Regions from separate parts of the Bos taurus genome. Here region 1 is linked to region 2. A link is a contact called in public Hi-C data. All regions are on one chromosome and are shown on one strand. Each heading gives the region's core, a stretch centred on a gene start, on an enhancer-like site or on the middle of the called end of the contact. The rest is flanking DNA. Distances are from core to core; before and after follow the strand shown.

Evidence for each region. Hi-C and Micro-C count contacts between places; a contact is called where the count stands out from the background.
Region 1: a Hi-C map of skeletal muscle shows a contact between it and region 2, with 3 times the contacts expected there. The contact joins the enhancer-like site here to the promoter of RFFL in region 2. A contact is called at or near these places in 2 of 11 Hi-C or Micro-C datasets (skeletal muscle and an unstated tissue).

The regions. Positions count from the first base shown.
Region 1 is chr19:15,044,849-15,047,548 of ARS-UCD2.0, forward strand. All of the region lies in intron 1 of RFFL (ring finger and FYVE like domain containing E3 ubiquitin protein ligase), which reads left to right. Among named protein-coding and RNA genes, the nearest start is that of RFFL, 48 kb to the left of the region's middle. Within about 2 kb of position 1,438, at least 18 of the 102 cell types and tissues checked have an H3K27ac peak or open chromatin away from gene starts, as enhancers often do.
Region 2 is chr19:14,996,452-14,999,235 of ARS-UCD2.0, forward strand. RFFL (ring finger and FYVE like domain containing E3 ubiquitin protein ligase) reads left to right here and starts at 1,351. Exons shown (of 7, transcript XM_005220052.5): 1 at 1,351-1,531.

The DNA of each region.
Region 1 (2,700 bases), core at 188-2,687, 48 kb after region 2:
GAATTGAAATACTACACAGCTGGCCACCTCTCCACTTTTCCCTCCCAATGGTACCTTACCCAGTGGGGTCTGCCCGTGATGTGGCCAAGTCCTTACCTCTTTTTTTTTTAAATTTTTATTGCAGTATATAGTTGCTTTACAATGTTAGTTTCTGCTGTACAGCAAAGTGAATCAGTTATCTGTATACATATAAGCCCTCTTGGTCACCACTGAGCACTGTCTGCTCTACAGTAAGTTCTTGGTTATCTATCTTATTGTTGTTCGTTCGCTAAGTCGTGTGCGACTCTTTGTGACCCCATGAACTGCATCACACCAGTCTTCGCTGTCCTTCACTGTCTCCCTGAGTTTGCTCAAACTCATGTCCATTGAGTCAGTGATGCCATCCAACCATCTCATCCTCTCTTGCCCTCTTCTCCTCTTGCCCTCATTCTTTCCCAGCATCAGGGTCTTTTTCAGAGAGTTGGCTCTTTGGCATGAGGTGGCCAAAGTATCTATCTTATGCACAGTATCAATAGTGTATATAAGTCTCAGTCTCTAATTTGTCCCACCCTTTTCCTTCTTCTTGTGGTTAAATATTTCATTCTTCATCTCTCTTTGCTAGTGCTGTCAGCTTAGCTTTGAGCCCATCTGTCTTCACCTCTGCTCCAGTCTCTGGGGAAAGAGGTGACCTTTCTCCTGCCCCGGGGGAATCCACCCCCATGTCTTGGTCACTTTTCTCTCCCTCATGGCCCTTGTTCCCATATTTATTGCCAGCTTCCCTTCCCTTCCTCTGTCAGCTTTGAGTCTTTGTGGGGTTTCCTCTGTGGTCTCTGAATATGTCTGCGTTTCTCTTATCTTGAGACCTGCTGCCTTCTCTCTTCCCTTCACTGTCAAAAGTTTCTAGAGAGAAAAATTTATCCTTAGAGTCTGGCAACTCCTCACTTCTCACTTGCTTCCCAACCTATGGTTATCCATCAGCTTCTCTCTTCCTAAACGGCTGGGGCATGGAGCACACTCAGTTTCCTAAAAATAGGTTCATCATGTTCCTCTGTGCATTCTACTCTCTGAGTCATTTGCCAGCGTCGAACATTTCTTTTTGAAATTCCAGACAGTCTTCCAGTTCTCCCACCTCTGAGCATGGTTCCTTCCTTTGCGCCGGTTGGTTCTCCGCTGCTTGCGCATTAGATCACATGTTCCTGAGAGCTCTCCCAGGCCGTCCTCTCTTCTGCCCCAGACGGTCTAACCATCTTCCTGCCCCTCTCTGGCTTTTGGTACTTTGCAGTAGGTGAGGATCCCCAGGCCTGTATTTTCAGCGGACGCGGTACATCCGCAGGCCCCCACAGGTACTAAAACTCAACTCAGAGTCTTAACCTGCCCCTCCTTCCGCAGACGTGCTCCTCCTGAGGGCTGTAGCTCAATCAGGGATTCTACTCTCGCTCCTGCTGTGTCACTCAGAGCCGGTCTCTCTCCCTGCCCCCAGCTCTTCGGTTCATGACCACATCCTGCTAAGTCTGTCACAGATCTCTGTCCCTTTCTCTTCTGCCCGTATCCTCATATCTTCCTTCCCACCCGCCCCTCACAGATTGGTCCTCCACAGTGCTTATTGCTGTAGTGGCCACTCTAAAATACAGGTAAGATCACAAAGCCTCGTGTGGCCTCAACCTTTAATGGTGTCCCGCTACCTATAGGATAAATTCCAGCCTCCTTACCAAGGAATACAAAGTTTTGTGGGTGGTTTTTTTTTTTTTTTTTTGGCTGCTGTGGGTCTTTACTGCTGCACGTGGACTTTCTCTTATTTGCAGAGATCGGGGGCTACTCTCTAGTTGCGGTGCGCGCGGGCTTCTCATTGCGGTGGCTTCTCTTGTTGTGGAGCAGGGGCTCTAGGCACGCAGGCTTCCGTAGTTAGGGCTTGTGGGCTCCAGAGCGCAAGCGCAGTAGTCGTGGCACATGGGCCCAGTTGCTCTGCGGTAGGTGGGATCATCCTTGACCAGGGCCTGAACCTGCATCCCTTGCATTGGCAGGCAAGTTTTTTAACCACTGGGCCACCAGGGAAGTCCTGGAATACAAGGTTTTGAGTGGCTGCGTTTACTTGTGGTACTCTCGTCCATCCCTACCCTTATCTTTGATCCAGCCGAGCATTTTGTAGTTTCTTTCATGTCCTGGTCCCTGCTGTTGGTTTTTGTTTTTGTTTTTTTTGAAAAGTCTTTTTGCTCTTGACTTTCTGGCCCATAATAGTGTTACTGAGCAGGGTTCTTGGTCTCCTTAATAGAAATTGATCAGAGACCAGACAAGAAATCCAAGCAAGGGTTTATTAGGGCCCCTGCTGCAGCAGGAGGCAGCGAGAACAAGCAGCAGGTTACCTTGCCTGCTTGCTGAGGGGCATGTAGAGCTCTTCCTTCAGTGGGTGCGGGCAGGGAAGGGTGGCTCCTGGGGCTGGCTGGAGGGGTGGTCTGGGTGGTTGCCTGCCTGTTGGGTGGCATTGCGTGCAGAGGGCAGGCTCAGTGCCCTGCTTTTGCCCCCAGCTCTTCAGAAGTGGCTGTGTTGTGTCTTTGGTCTTTTTGTGTCTTGTTGCCCATAATTTGCCTCAACACATGCACAAGGTTATTTTTAATCCCTTACAGTCTTCTTTGTATTTTGTGGTTCGAAGAGATGTTTATCCTGGTGCAGGAATTGCGACAAAGGGTCCCATGTCCCAGCTTGTCTCAATAGGGTCTGTCTTCC
Region 2 (2,784 bases), core at 101-2,600:
GAAAAAAAATAACATGGGAATAATAGTACTCAGTTTGCTGGGTTGTAAAGACTGGAAATAATACTTTTAAAGTGACAGAGACTGCATGTATAAATGATATCATCTTTACTCCACTTTTCTTTGTGATATTACTTTTGTTAAAATACAAACTGTTCAGGACAGCCCTGAGAGGTCTCCATAGGAAACTAAGGTATAAGAAGATTAGTCCACCTTGGGTAACAATTCCCCATGCAAACTCTAGTGCTCTGTATTAATAGTTTACTGTGTGTATGCTCAGCTGTTCAGTTGTGCTTTGCCACCCCACAGACTGTAGCCCACCAGGCTCCTCTGTCCACGGGATTATCCAGGCAAGAATACTGGAGTGGGCTGCCATTTCCTTCTCCAGGGGATCTTCCAGACCCAAGAATGGAACTCACCAACCTGCATTGGCAGGCAAAATTCTTTACCACCAAGCCACCAGGGAAGCCCCCTTATAGTTGCTAAGCACTTCTGAATTTATGTATTGGTTTATTTAATCCTCATACCAACCTGCCTCACACCAACAGTACCAATTTCTTCAGGGATGAGGCAAGGAGAGTTCAGAAATGTTAAGTACCTGCTGAAAGGTACCCAGTTGATGATGAACGGCTGGGGTGGGTTCCTCCCTACAGAGTCATCTTCATTCTACCAGGGCCTCCCTCTGAGGAGTTTCCTCACTTTAGACTGGGAAATGCTTGAGAGGGAGGTGCCATAGAGTGCATGGGACAAACGTGGGTTTTGATGTCCTTCAGATCTGGCTTCTAATAGCTCCCAATCATGCGACCTTGAATTAGATAGTGAACCCCGATGGGCCTGGGTTTCTTTCATTGTAATTTGGGGGAGCCATCACTTGCTGATAGACATTGTGGTGAGGAACAATGGGATATGGAAGTGAGGCAACTTTCAAAATTTTCTTTTGAAACGAGTTCTGCGATGTTCCGGGGCTTGCTTACGCTCTCCAAGCTGGACCACGGTTTGGACCCTTCAGCTCCCGCGCAGAGTGCGGTGACCCCTGTCGACTTGGAAGCAGCAGACGCCCCGACAGCGGAGTAGGGTCGCCATACACAGGGGCTCAGGCTCGTGGGCCGGGGTCGGCAGCCCGCGGCCCGGGGCTCCGCCAGGGGGCGCGCGCGTGCGGAGGCCGCCCTCTGGTCTGCCGCGCGCCTCCCGCCTCTCTATGGTGGCTCGGGCGCGGCAGGAGCGGCGGCGGCGCGCTCCCGAGGGGGCGGGGCCGCGCCGGGGGCGGGGCCTGCGCGAGGGGCGGGGCCTGCGCGAGGGGCGGGAGCGACCGGCCCCGGCGGCTAGGGATGGCTGAGGGGCGGAGGGGGGGCCAACTTCCTGGGGCCGCCCGCGAGGATGTGGCGACCGCCCCCCGGCGCCCCTCAGCCCCGGAGACGCCGCCGCGGCGCAGCCCGCAGCGCCCCTGCCTGAGGCGCCCGCGGCCCGGATCCGGCCCCTCCCCTCCCCTCCCCTTCCCCTCCCAGGTGCGGGGCTGGGCAGGCGGCCGCGACAGGTGAGGAGGCAGCGGCGCCCGCGCTGGGGTCCGCGGGGCGCCCGGCCTAGGCTGGGCTTCTAGGGGAGTCCGGAGTGGGGGAGCGCTGCTCGGCCTCGGGGTCTCGCCAGGCTGTGGTCCTGGGTGGGGGCGGGGGGCGCCTCCTCTGTGCGGGGCGCGGCCTGAGACGCTCGCTGCCCACAGGGGATGAGGGGAAGCCCTCCGTCGCTGAAAAGTCTGCGCATTCAAGGTAGCCCGCACCTGTCCCATTAAAAAGTGCCCCTCACAGAAGCACTTCACCTGTGGGGGCACTAACGGGAGCCGTGTGTTATCATATATCTCCAAACGCCCTACCCGATCGGCAGGTTCAGTTGGCTTGTGGGGGTGGGGGGGAAAGATGCGGCTTTTGAAGCAGAGGAAACTGAGGCAGGTGCGCGCGGCGGCCTGCGTTCAGGAACTAGCCTGACCCTACTTTCCAGGGCAGGAGCCCCGCGGGCTTCTCGGAAGAAGGTGGAGGCTGGAGTTCGGAGGCTCGATGGAGAAGTTTGGGGCTATGCTTCTCCCACCCACGTGCCCCCCTCCCCACCTAGGGGCCCCTGGTGGAAATTGTCTTCTGTTCCCCTGAGGTAACCTGTATGAGGTCGCCAGTGGCCAAGACGGAGAGGAACGGTGGGGCCTCTGCAGCTGGGTTGCCCACGAGACATTTGACCAGACATGGGGAAGAGTGCTCGACCCGGGGAGCCACAGCCTCGCAGGCTTCTGCCTGCTCAGAGCTTGATGTCAGGCTGGCTGAAGATAGAAACAACAGTATACTTTTTCCTTTCTGTTGGCCTGTCATTTGTTCTAGGGGGAAAACTGCTTGTGTAATCAAGGAAGAGTGTACTGTGCTCCTCCCGGTCTATCCCAGGGCAGAGTTACTGTTAGCTCCGACAGAGGGCTTCACCCACAACTGTGACTTTGCCCCCTGGCTAAAGGCCACCAGAACGTAAGGAGCAAACATCCCCAGGTGTTGCGTGGCCTTCTAAGAAAGTTTCTTGCCCATCCCGTTTTACAGATGGCTTGGAGGGCAGACCCCTCTTGTCACCCCCTGTTGGCTGCAACTGTGTGCGGAGTAGTTGTTTTTCCAGTGACAGTTCAAGATAGTGTGGCCAGGGTTGTCCACTTACGGGAGCATTTTTCTAGGAATGGAAGCAGGCAGGGGACACGGTGCTGGCCGAGTTTGTGTATGGAATTCTAGGGTTGGGAGCTAGTTCAGGGGATTTCAGGTTTGACGA